Linked DNA regions of Pan troglodytes: region 2 is linked to region 1. Evidence: chromatin contacts called from public HiChIP or PLAC-seq data. All regions are on one chromosome and are shown on one strand. Each heading gives the region's core, a stretch centred on a gene start, on an enhancer-like site or on the middle of the called end of the contact. The rest is flanking DNA. Distances are from core to core; before and after follow the strand shown. Region 1 holds the start of MANBAL (mannosidase beta like). Region 2 holds the start of BLCAP (BLCAP apoptosis inducing factor).

The links. HiChIP or PLAC-seq counts read pairs in DNA pulled down with a chosen protein or histone mark.
Region 2: an H3K4me3 HiChIP or PLAC-seq map of stem cell-derived excitatory neurons shows a contact between it and region 1, with 4 times the contacts expected there. The contact joins the promoter of BLCAP here to the promoter of MANBAL in region 1. A contact is called at or near these places in 2 of 7 Hi-C or Micro-C datasets (blood and induced pluripotent stem cells) and 1 of 1 datasets of contacts at active chromatin or transcription factors (stem cell-derived excitatory neurons).

The regions. Positions count from the first base shown.
Region 1 is chr21:43,524,137-43,530,601 of NHGRI_mPanTro3-v2.0_pri, forward strand. MANBAL (mannosidase beta like) reads left to right here and starts at 3,504. Exons shown (of 4, transcript XM_016937891.4): 1 at 3,504-3,671.
Region 2 is chr21:43,763,916-43,770,839 of NHGRI_mPanTro3-v2.0_pri, forward strand. It overlaps BLCAP (BLCAP apoptosis inducing factor), which reads right to left and starts at 2,151. Exons shown (of 2, transcript XM_530289.9): 1 at 2,041-2,151. LOC107970015 (peptidyl-prolyl cis-trans isomerase A-like) reads left to right here and starts at 2,415. Exons shown (of 1, transcript XM_054674768.2): 1 at 2,415-5,673. The coding sequence starts at 4,288. The coding sequence ends at 4,785.

The DNA of each region.
Region 1 (6,465 bases), core at 2,254-4,753:
TGCTTGGCACCTTTACACATATGAATATGCAATAAACAGCAGCTACAATTAATACAAAACTGGCTCACTCAGTCAAGTGTGACTCTAAGAAAATATTTTTCAGAGAAGATGCTACGGCTTTTTTGGCTTTTTCTTCTTCATTGTGCAATCACTGTGCCTTGCATAGATATTAGGCATAGAAATAAGCCTGCCACAAAGCTCTCCTCCGTGCTGTGGTGCTCATGGAGCCTTGCAGGGCACAGAGACAGCAAAACTCAGCTGGAGGCCTCTAAGAGCTTCTAGAGAGTGAGCAAGTAGCTGTGCCTGTCATTGTGCCTGCAGCAGTCACTCGGGCGATCTTTTACATTTGGATACAGAGAGTAACAGGTTTCAAAGCACCTGCACACCTGGATTAGTATGCTGGGGCTGCTCTAACAAAGGACCACAAACTGAATGGTTTAAACAACAGATATTTACTTTTTCCCAGTTCTAGGGGCTAGGAATCTGAAATCAAAGCGTCAGTGGCACCTTGTGAGGGCTGTGAGGAGCCTGTCCCATGCCTCTTGACTAGCTTCTGGTGGCCTGCTGGCAATCTGTGGTGTTCCTTGGCTGTAGAGGCATCGTCCTGCTATCTGCCTTCATCTTCACATGACGTTCTCTCTATGTGTGCATCTGTGTCCACGTTCCCCCTCATTTAAAATAAACTATTTCCTTTTTTAGAGACAGGGTCTTGCTCTACCACCCAGGCTGGAGTGCAGAGGTGCGATCATAACTCACTTCAGCCTCCAACTCCTGAGCTCAAGCGATCCTCTCATCTCAGCCTCCTAAAGTGCTGGGACTACAGGCAAGAGCCATCGCGCCCTGTCAAAATTTCCCCTTTTTATAAGTACAGCAGTCATACTGGATTAGGGACTACCCTAACACTCTCATTTTAACTTGATTACCTTTGTAAAGCTCCTATCTCCAAATAAGATCCCATTGCGAGGTACTGGGGGTTACGGCTCAAACACAGCTTTTTGGAGGGACACAATTCAACCCAGAAAACACTCTCCTCACTCACACCCTGCAGTGTGTCTCTCCAGGGCAAGTAGTAAGTCCTGTCCTAAACATCTGCACCCTGCAGGCCTCAGTGTCACCCCCTCAGCTATTCTTAGGCTCCAAGCCGTTTCTCACTACCCAGCCTTTCCACCACCCATCGTGCTTTTTCCTCCTTCTCTTTGCCTGGCAAAGTCCTCCTCATTCTTCATTTCTTTTTTTGAGATGGAGTATTGCTTTGTTGCCCAGGCTGGAATGCAGTGGTGCGACCTCGGCTCACTGCAACCTCTGCCTCCTAGGTTCAAGCAATTGTCCTGCCTCAGCCTCTCGAGTAGCTGAGACTACAGGTGCACACCACCATGCCTGGCTAATTTTTTGGGTATTTTTTGTAGAGACGGGGTTTCGCCATGTTGCCCAGGCTGATCTCAAACTCCTGGGCTCAAGCAATCTGTCCACCTTAGCTTCCCAAAGTGCTGGGATTATAGACGTGAGCCACCACTCTTCATTTCTTACCAGAAATGTGATCTCATGGACGTCTTCCCTCATCACCTCTCTTTTGATTGTATCTCCCATGTTATTGCTTCTCTCATGGCTCCCCCTTCTTCCTTCCCAACACATCTCATGGTTTTTAAGTGTACATTTATCTGTGTGATTGATTAGTGGGGGTGACAGACATTGACCCCTAGTCTGTGCAGTCAGGGTAGGATCCCACCTACTCACCATTGTCTTCCCAGTTTCATAGTGCATGATCCACAGTAGAAACTCCATAAATATTTGTTAAATGAATAAATTATGCATTTTGGGTCCCCCATGCCACCTCACATAGTATGGGATTAGTGAATGTTGAGTGTATTATTTGTCTTCTAAGAGACTGAATTCCTTTAGGGCAAGATAGGTCTCTCTCTCTCTTTTTTTTTTTTTTTTTTGGAGTCTCTGGTATCTAACCTCTGTTCCTTGATCCTCTATGTATGTTATCTAGGCTGCATAACCAATTATCCTAAAACTTAGGAGCTTAAAACAATAACATTTAGTACTTCACAATTTCTGTGAGGCAGGCATTCAAGTGGCATTGCAAAGTATTTCTGGCTCAAGGTTGCTCTTGAGTTTACATTGAAGATTTTGGCCAGGCCACAGTCATTTGAAAGCTTGACTAGGACTGCTGGAGCCACTTGGCTCATACACATGGCTGGCAAGTTGGAGCTGGTTGTTGGCAGGCAGCTCAGTTACTCCCCATGCGAGCCTCTCCATAGGACTGCTTGAGTGTCCTCACAACATGGATTCCCCATGAGCAATCAAGACAGAGAAAGAGGAAGTTGCAATGTCTTTTATGACTTTATCTTGGAACTCGTGCTCCAAGATTTCCGCAATATCCTATGGGTTATACAGGTCAGTCTTATTCTTGGTGGGAGGTGACTACAGAGGGGTATGGATATCAGGAGCCAAGAATCGTCAGGGTTTATGGTGGAGGCTGGTTATCACACTCTCATCTAGGTTTCTTTTTCTCCGACTACTTGCCCCCCACCCCTTCTTAATCATGGAACACTGTTCTTTGCCTTCAAAAAACTTATCCTGTTATATGATTACACATTCATTTAATTAGTCTGTCTCCCTCCAACGGACTGTAAGCACCACAAGGGCAGAGACTGTATGTGTCTGCTTTAGCACTGTGTCCTCAGTTACCAGGACAAAGCATAGAGTACGCGCTCAGTGAATGCTTTTTGAATGAATTATAATGATTTGTTTCTGTCTGAATTACAAGAGGTGTTTCTGTTTGTCTCCTCTCTGCATTGTAGGCTCCTAGCTCAGGACCTGGCATAAAATTAAGGAAATGAACGTGAGAAACACTTTTGAAATAGTGACAACACATCCAGATGAACATTTTGCAGGACAGCTACATACCCGTTTTAGCTCACCAGCTACCAGTTGTGACTGTGCTCTGCTCTGGGAGATGGCTTAGCTTTGCATAGGACAAAATTCTAATCTAGTTTCGCGCAGTTCTTACGAATTTGTTACAATGAGACGGGCCAAGCTATACAGCCCATTGCGATGAATAACTTCTTCTTCTTTTTTTTTTTTTTTTGAGGAAGAGTCTCATTCTGTCGCCCAGGCTGGAGTGCAGTGGCGCGATCTCGGCTCACTGCAACTTTTGCCTCCCGGGATTCAAGAGATTCTCTTGCCTCAGCCTCCCAAGCAGCTGGGATTACAGGCGCCCGCCACCACGCCCGGCTAATTTTTGTATTTTTGGTAGAGACGGGGTTTCACCATGTTGACCAGGCTGGTCTCGAACTCCTGACTTCAAGTGATCCGTCCGCCTCGGCCTCCCAAAGTGCTGGGATTACAGGCGTGAGCCACCGTGCCCAGCCCCGAGAAGTAACTTCTTTTGTTTTCTTTTTAATTAAACAAAAATGTTGCTGAAACGAGCTGAGTGATATAGGAGCTTAAAGAATTGACAAGCTCTAGATTTCATTTCCCCAAACCTCTTTGTCCAGCTCGAACCCACAGAACAGGGACAAAAGTCGACAAAACCCAGCGGTGCCTCACCCAGAAACCTGGCAACGTGGGCGGAACAGAGCCGGTTGGTTGCTCAGTGCGCGTCACTTCCGGGACTCAGGGTCGCAGGGAACTACTTCCGGGGGAGCGGCGCGGCGGCGCGGGAGGTGAGTGCCGCACCTTTGCGGCGGGGCGGGAACCGAGAGAGAGGCGTCCTCGGTGCGGTGGCCTGGCTTTCCCGGCCGGCCTGTCTCCAGCGGCGCCGCTTGGTGGGCCCGGCTGTCGCTCCGCTCAGGGCCTGAATACGTTCCCTCGGCGGTTGTTCGAAAGTTACTTCCGGAGGGGAATTTGAGCCCCCCGGGAGGCGGAGGGCCTCGCCTGGGGCAGCCCTGCGCTTTCGTGCGGAGGCTGGGCCAGAACCCAGGGCTCCTCATGGCCTGGTCCGTGCCTTTCCTCCCACAGGTGGAGCAGTAGGAGAACCCTGAGCTCCAGAGTGAATCTGGCCAGGGTTCGAATCCGTATGGCTCTGTTACCGTGGGCAAGTCACGGTTCCTCTCTGGCCCTCAGTTTCGTCTTCTAAAATGGACATACACGCTTGTACTGCGAGGTACCGAGGTGGTGAATGTAAAGCCCTTAGTAGGTGCACAGTCCATGTTTGTTGTACGAATTCTAAGAGAAGCGAGAAATGAATATGAGAAACATTTTTAAAATGGTGACAACACATTTAGATTAATAATTATATTTTGCAGGGCATCTGCACACCAGTTTCAGCCCACCGGCTACCAGTGTGACTTTGCCCAGAGAGGTGGCTTAGCTTTGCATTCTAATCTAGTTTTGCGTGGTTCTTAGGAATTTGTTTTAATGGGCCGGGCCAGGCTGTACAACCCATTGCCATAAAGCGGTAACTTCTTTTTCTTTCCTTTTTTTTTTTTTTTTAAAGCCATTCTATTTATTTATTTAGAGACGGAGTCTCTCTCTCGTCCACGCTGAAGGGCAGTGGCGGGATCTTGGCTCACTGCAACCTCCGCTTCTTGGGTTCAAGCGATTCTCCTGCCTCAGCTTTTCGAGTAGCTGGGATTACAGACGTGTGCCACCACGCCCGGCTAATTTTTGTATCTTTAGTAGAGACAGGGTTTCACCATGTTGGCCAGGCTGGTCTCAAACTCCCGACCTCAGGTGATCCACCCGCCTCGGCCTCCCAGAGTGTTGGGATTATAGGCGGGAGCCACCACACCCGGCTTTTTTTTCTTTTTAATTAAAAAGAAGTTGAAATAGAGATGGAGTCTCACTATGTTTTCCTTCCTGGTCTTGAACTCCTGGAGGCAAGATATCCTTCCTCCTGGACCTCCCAAAGTGTTTGGGATTACTGGCATGAGCCACTGTGCCCGGCCTAAAACAGTAACTTCTGACACTGGTTTCTATTCCCCAGTCTGTTTTCAGTTGAATTTTCACGACAGAATTTAAAGTTACTTCGTTAGAAGCCAAGAATGGCCTACCAGCACAGTACACAACATTGGGAGATGAAGGCCTGTGGCAGTCGTGAAATCTGAGTTTTTCAGTCTTAAGATTTAGTATTTGCTAAGTCTTGAGAGCTATACTTGTCTCAGTGGTTATTTATTTATTTGTTTTGAAATGTTGACCCATTCTTTTTTTCCCCAATAACCTTTTTGTTTTAGAATAATTTTAGATTTACAAAGTTATCGCAAAGATACTTCAGTGAGTGCCCATATAGCCCACGTTTCCCCTATTACTAATATCTGAAATGTTGTCACAATTACTGAACCAATATTGATACATTATTATTAACTCTAATCTGTACTTTATTCACATTTCCTTAGTTTTTCCCTAATGTCCTTTTTCTGTCCTGGTATTATCCAGGGCACCCTATTACATTTAGTCATCATATCTCTTGAGGCTCATCATCTCTGTGATCGTTTCTCAGACTTTCCTTGTTTTAGATGAACTTGAGGGTTTTGAAGATAGTACTGACTGGTCAGATATTTTGCAGAAGGACCTTTAATTAGGATTTGCCTGTTTTTGACATGAGTAAGATCAGGGTAATGGGTTTTTGGGGAGGAGGACCACTGATAGGGTTCAGCTGTGTCCCCACCCAAATCTCATCTTGAATTGTAGCTCCCATAATCCCCCCATGTTGTGGGAGGGTCCTGGTGGGAGACAATTGAATCATGGGGGTGGGTCTTTCCCATGCTATTCTCCTGATAGTGAATAAGTCTCAGGAGATCTGATGGTTTTATAAAGGGCAGTTCCCCTGCACACACTCTCTTGCCTGCTGTCACATAAGACATGCCCTTGCCTCCCCTTTGCCTTTTGCCGTGATTGTGAGGCCTACCCACCCATGTGGAACCGTGAGTCCATTAAACCTCTTTTTCTTTATTAATTACCCAGTCTTGGGTATTTCTTCAAAGTGGTATGAAAATGGACTAATCCAACCACAGAAGTAAAGTGCTATTCTCATCACATCATATCAAGGGTACATACTATCGATATGAGTTATCATTGTTGACATCTGTTAGCTTGGGCCACCTGGCTTGAGGTAGTAGTCAGGCTTTTCCAGTGTAGAGTTACTTTTCCTCCTGCACTTTCCGCACTGTACTTTTGGAGAAAGTCATTATGTACAGCACACATTTAAGAAGTGTGGAATTATGCCTCATGCTTAAAGGCAGAGTATATAATGCAAATTATTTGGAGTTCTCTGTGGGAAATTTGTCTGTTCCTCTATTTTTTGCTTACAGAGTCATATATTTGTATCGGTGTGAACTCATGGATTTGTTTTGTTTTGAGACAGAGTCTCCCGCTGTCGCCCAGGCTGGAGTGCAGTGGTGCAGTCTTGGCTCACTGCCACCTCCACCTCCCGGGTTTAAGTGATTCTCCTGCCTCAGCCTCCCGAGTAGCTGGGATTACAGGCATCTACCACCATGGCTGGCTAATTTTTGTATTTTT
Region 2 (6,924 bases), core at 901-3,400, 240 kb after region 1:
AGAGCAATGCGAAGAATTGAAAATGACTAGTGTTTTACTGCACAGCCCTTAGTCACAGTGCTGAATGTCCCCTTTGCCTAAACCATCATTGCTCCCAGAAGACTTTGCCCCCACAAGGCCAAGGACAGAGCAGATCGGTTGGGAAGGAATTGGGAATAGCGCTGTGGGACTCCAGCAACAGGTGAGAGACCCTTGAGACTAATACTCCAGGATGTTAGTTTCTTAGCCTAACGAACTGAAGTTAAGTCCAGAGGTGTTTAGGTACCCTGACTTTTAGGGGTGCAGGGTGCTATGTGACACTGTTACCTTTATCTGTGGAATATTTGAATTGTCACTGAAGGAAGGGATGTCTGCTGTCAGGGAAGGGCAGGGGCAAGTTCCTTGAGCTTGGGCAACGGATTACTGTTGGATCGGGGAGCAGGTTTGCTGTGAGCCATTTACTAGATATCTATTTTGAAATGTGTATCTCCTCAGGAGCCAACACCCCAAAGGGAGATTCTGAATTTGCAGTTAACTTCCCCCCCCCACCGCCCCCACCCCCCCTCAGAGATTTAAACGTGTGCACTCATGCACATACACAAAACACTAGTCAAACAACTATCTCTTTTCCCCCAGTAACCTCTGACTTCCTCTATATGCCCCAGAGACACGTTGTCACCATCTTCCCTGGGAGTGATCCTGTTTATCCTCCCCTCCCCGACTTGCCCTCCCACAGGGCCCATGCATGCCCCAGCAGGATCCAGATTCCTGAGCATTTCCAGAGCAGGAAGTCAGAGAGGCAGGCAACGCGTGGTTCTTGGTATATCGCACAGGGACAGGCTTGAAATGGAGTGCATGTGTTTCAAAGATAGGAGAACAACAACAAAAAAAGACAGCCTAACCCAGATTCCTCCTTGAAACAACATATTACAGATTGAAGGTTAAACTGTTTTTGGCAGCAACTCTAACAAGACTAATTTCAGGTATGGAATTGACCTGGTCACTGGAAACCGACCAGGCTTCCCGTGATCAAATCTTTTAACAGATTTGCTTGACATTAATTAGTCTCTGATTTAAAACAAACAAGCAAACAAGATCTAACACTTGGCATTAGCACTTAAGCTGGAACTTTTTTTTGGTCCCAGCTTTGGTGTTGCCGTCCAGAAGGCTGACGGGATGACTGGACCATGTCAGGCAGGGCAGAGAAGCCGTCCCCAACACACCAGTTCCCTGAAAGGGATAGACGATCCAAACCTATAAACAGAAAGGCTGTTTCTTTCCGAGGACAGACCCCAATCTCCCAACATTCGGCGATGAAATGGGACACGGAGGCCTGGAAGGAAACTAAAGGAGATTTGGAAAGGGGAAGGAAAAAACAACTGTCCCCCATCCCCCATGCTTCCTTTCCAGGCCATTAGTGCGCCAGGCATTCCGTTCCTTCAGCTGCCCTTGAGGGCCACTCCCCACGTCTATAGAAGGAAAGGGAAGGGATGTCCACCCTTGATGTAAAGTTGGAGGGAGTAAGAAGCGCCCGCGACTCTTAGCAGAGCGTCAGCCTATCACCCCAGACACCGAAGCGGAGCCTCAGGAGACCCTCTCTCCCCTCCCCCCCACGTCCCCCCACCTCCCCCCCCACAAAAAAGCAACTAAAGCAACGCAACTAAACTGATGGGGACAGAGTGACAGGCCTCTCACAAGCTGGGCACCCTGCCGTGGAACCCGGGGCCGCAGAGATGGTGGTCGCGCTCCCAGCCCCGTGCCCCCGGCTCTGCCTGTCTCATCCTGCAAGGGCGCTGACCTTGGACAAGGCCAGAGCCAGCACCCAGGAGTACTATGACCCACCTCCGGGCTGGGAAGGGACCCCCCAAGGCCCAGGCTAGGTCCAATCACGGCAATCACCTGAAGCCGGACAGGGGCGCCCTGCCTTCCCGGGGTATGCGGAAGGAAAACCCCAGTGACGGGGACCCGGCGACGCCTAAGGTGACCCAGAAGGGACAATATGGCGGCGCGGCCGCATGGAGGGCCTCTCATCCCGCCCCAAGCAGGTTGACGCCACGGTACCTGCAAGCCCTGCCATGGCGCCGCCGCCACTGTCGCCGTCTGCCGCAGCCTGCCTCCACCTCAGCTCGCCACCGACGCCGCAGGAAGCCAGGGAGACGCCCCCTTAGTCTTCTAGTCGAGCCGGCCGAGGACCCATCCTGGGATCGGGCTGTCTACCGCAAACGCCTGATCACACGGCCCGAACAGGGGGCTCACCCTCGCCCCATTTCCCGTAAATATCCGCCACAGACCACCTTTGAGGACTTTGTGCGCACTTTTACAAAACTCTGGGAGCCCCGAGGTCCTCAAGCCCGAATAATTTTTATCAGGCGCAGTGTGGACATCCCCGAAGCGCGGCCGGGTGTCCTTATGCATATGCAGCAGATTGTGATCCTTACTCCGTGAGCGCGGGGCGGGCCGGGTTGTGTTCCTGTTGGTGAACCCGCTTCGTTCTTGCCCGCGTGGATGGTCCGTGGACTCCGGGAAAACCTTCTCGTGGCTCAAAGTCCACCCCCTCCCTAGCGTTTCATCATGCAGCCAAGGCTCAGGAGCTGAAAGGTCCGGGCTCAGAACTTGGGACTGCCTTGGGTCAGGCCTCGGCTCCCCCACTTGCCCCGTACCTTGGGCCAGCGAGCCCCTCGCCCACCCCGACCCGGCTTCTGTTGAAATGCCCACCTTAGGGCTTTTATGAGGCTTGAATGAGTCCGTGTAGTCATTTATTAGCTAATTAAGCATATTCCTTGGGCGCTTACTGTACCCAAGCGCAGTGCTAAGGGCAGGTAGAGTCGGTAACCTGGGTGTGTCCCTGACCTCAAGGCGCTGCCAGTCTAATGGCGGGTAGGCGGGGAGACAGTCATATAATCACTGTATATTAGTGACTTTAATCAATACGTGATTACACATCATGGGAAGTGCTGTGAGAAGAAGTAGAGAGTGTTAGGAGAAATTAATGGAGTACTAATGTAGGGAAAGGGTGGAACCTCCTTGGGAAGATGGCATTTAGGTTGAGAAACAAAGGGCGATTAGGGTAAGAGTGAGAGGGGAAATGTTCTAGGCAGAAAGAACATTTGTCCCAGATCTGGAGCTGGGAAGCGGCAGAGTTGGGGTGAGGTGAGCACAGAAGAAAACAGGTCAGCTACATACTGAATTTGGCTTTTCTCTTGAGAGTCAGGGGAAGCCATTTTCATCAGGAAAAGGATAGCAAATTTGGATTTCTGAAAGGCCACCCAGGCCGCATGGCTTGGAAAGCACTCAGGAGTGGGTGTAGGCAGACCAGTTAGAAGGTGGTTGCAGCTTTCCAGACAAAAGCCAATGCTGACTCAGACAGGGCGGTGGCTTGGGGAGGTGAAGGGAAGGGTGGAAGATTGGACGTGGGTGGATGTGGAGGCATTGGCAATAACTCCTCGCTAGGTTTTAGCCTTGAGTAAATGAAAGGGTAAAAGATTCCTTGACCAAGACAATAAAGCCTGAAGGAGGAACGGACTGAGGGGGAAGATCAAGTTCGGCTTTGAGAAGTTAAGTTTGAAATGTCGGGGCAACATGCAGGCAGAGAGGGTGAGTAGGCAGGTTTATGTGACACAGGAGCTGCGAACGGAGGCTGGGGCAGGAGATACATATCTGGGGGCCATCAATACAAAGGTCATGGTGCTGGGTGAGAACGCAAGTGAAAGAAGGTGGAGAGAAAAGAAGAGGAGGATCCAGGAAAGGAGACTAAGAAGCAGTGGCCAGTGGGGTAGAAAGAGGACCAAGTGAGTGTGGGTCCTAGAGAGGAGGTTTCAGGAAGGAGGGAGTGCTCAGTGGGGCTGATGCTGTAGAGAACAGAAATGGAGCCGTTGGGGTTTGGGAATAAAGAAGGTTGGTGGACTGTATCTTTTATGTTGCAAGTTAAACACACAACTACATCAGGTGGCTTAAAAAAATAAGTAGCCTGCCACTCAGTGGCTAGGCAGTGTCATCAAGGACTGAGGTTCATTTTATCTTCTGTCCTTGTGCTGGTTTATGCTCATGGCCACAAGATGGCTATCCAGTTCCTGAGGTCACATCCAAAGCAAGGAGATGTCCATTTCTCCTCCAGCTGAGACTCAAAACAGGCCTGAATGTGGCCTCCCACCATCCTGCTGCTTACAGGCTAAAGGATCAATGCATCCATGGCAGCCACACCCAGTATCCAACACTGAATGACAAGAGGAGTCTTGTAGTGGAAGCTCTTGTTTAGAAAAAGAGAGAGCTGGCTTTGCAGATGCCGCTGGGATCCCCATACTATCAGCCATGGTCAGCCCCACCTTGTTCTTTGACATCACTGTCGATGACACGCCCTTAGGCCCCTACTCCTTCGAGCTATTTGCAGACAAGATTCCAAAGACAGCAGAAAACTTTCGTGCTGTGAGCACTGGAGAGAAAGGATTTGGTTATAAGGTTTCCTGCTTTCACAGAATTATTCCAGGATTTATATGTCAGGGTGGTGACTTCACATGCCATAATGGCACTGGTGGCAAGTCCATCTGTGGGGAGAAATCTGATGATGAGAACTTCATCCTAAAGCATACAGGTCCTGGCATCTTGTCCGTGGTAAATGCTGGACCCAACACAAACGGTTCCCAGTTTGTCATCTGCACTGCCAAGACTGAGTGGTTGGATGGCAAGCATGTAGTCTTTGGCAAGGTGAAAGAAGGCATGAAGATCGTGGAGGCCATGGAGCGCTTTGGGTCCAGGAATGGCAAGACCAGCAAGAAGATCACCACTGCTGACTGTAGACAACTCCAATAAGTTTGACTTGTGTTTTGTCTTCACCACCAGACCATTCCTTCTGTAGCTCAGGAGAGCACCCTTCCACCCCATTTGCTCCCAGTATCCTAGAATCTTTGTGCTCTCGCTGCAGTTCCCTTTGGGTTTCATGTTTTCCTTGTTCCCTTCCATGCCCAGGTGGATTGCAGAGTTTATGATTATGAAATAAAAACTAACAAAAAAAGAAAAAGAGAGCTGAATGTTGAGAGGCTGTGGAGCAACAAATTCTTGCACTGCTGACGGCAGAGGAAATTGGTACAGCCACTTTGGAAAACCAGTATCTACAAAATCTAAACATACACCTATGCTGTGATCTAGAATTTCCACTCCTAGGTATGTACCCGAGAGAAATGAGTGCCTATGTTTACATGGAGACTTGTGCAAGAATGTTCATAGCAGACTTATTCATAGCTCAAATTGGAAATAGTTCAATGTCCATCACCGGAGAATGGATAAATTGTGGCATATTCATGCAATGGAATACTGTGTTTTACATATAAAAGAACAAACTACTGTTACATGTAATAGCACCAGTTAATCTCACATATAGTATGTGGACTAAAAGAAGCTAGATACAAAACAGTACATACCATATGAATCCATTCATATAAAGCTCAACTAATCTATAGGGTTAGAAATCAAAATGGTAGTTACCTGGGTCAGGTCAGGAGTAGGGATGGGAAAGGAGCAAGAAGAGCTTTTCTGGGGTGCTGGAAGGATTATATCTTCTTCTGGCTGGTGATTATGTAAGTGAAAATTCATCAAGTAAAAATTCACCATAAGACTAGGGGACTTCGGGAGGCAGAGGCTGCAGTGAGCCAAGATCGTGCCACTGCTTTCCAGTCTGGGCGACAGAATGAGACCCTGTTTCGGGGGAAAGAAAAAGAAAGAAAAAAGACTGGGGGCTTTATATACTTTACGTATGTTATACCTCAAGAAAAATAGAAGAAAGGGGCTGGGTGTGGTGGCTCACGCCTGTAATCCCAACACTTTGGGAGGCCAAGGCAGGTGGATCATGAGGTCAGGAATTTGAGACCAGCCTGGCCAACATGGTGAAACCCCGTCTCTACTAAAAATATAAAAATTAGCTGGGTGTGGTGGCACGCGCCTGTAATCCCAGCTACCCGGGAGGCTGAGGCAGGAGAATCACTTGAACCTGGGAGGTGGAGGTTGCAGTGAGCCAAGATGGCACCACTGCACTCCAGCCTGGGCGACAGAGCGAGATTCCATCTCAAAAACAAAAACAAGAAAAATGGAAGAAAGGAAGGGGTCCTGCCATCCCATGGAATGTGACATGCTGCTAAACAAGGATCAGGTCTGTTTTGCGGGGATACCACCTTCCAGTAACTTCAGGCTGAGTGTTAGCATGTACAAGGCCTCAGTGGCCAACCCTTTCTCCCTGGGGCCCAGAAAACTGGGGAAGCTGAGGCAGGGCTTCTAATGCACATGGAACTCGCTCCCGCTCAGCTGGACCCTTTCGCCTCTGTCCTCAAGATTGCTCCACCTTCCCAGCTCAGTTCCAGGCTGTGGAAACACCATCAACACCGGCTTTGACTTGAGAGACCTGGAAGGTCATTCTGCCCTAAAATTTTGCTGAGCCAAACTCAACTTCCTACCAAGGCTTCCCCAACTTGCTCCCACCCACCAGACACCTGGAGTCACCCATGACTCCTGCTCCCTCTTGTTCCATACTCCTCAACTCTTGCCCATTGCTCCTGAATTTCCTTTAGGCCTTTTCTGTCCCCACTGCCAAAGTTTGGTCCAGGCCACCATCCCTTCTCCCCTGAACCCTGCAGCAACCTCCTCACTGGTGTCTCTGCTGCCTGTCTCACCCAGAACCTTCATCTTCCACCCAGGATGATTTTTTCTTTTTTTTTTTTTTGAGACGGAGTCTTACTTTGTAGCCCAGGCTGGAGTGCAGTGGTGCGATCTCAGCTCACTGTGACCTCTGCCTCCCAGGTTCAAGCGATCCTCCCACCTCAGCTTCCCCAAGTAGCTGGGAGTTCAGGTGCACACCACCAAGCCCAGCTAATTTTTGTATTTTTAGTAGAGGTGGGTTTCACCATGTTGGACAGGCTGGTCTCAAACTCCTGACCTCAGGTGATCGGCCTGCCTGGCCTC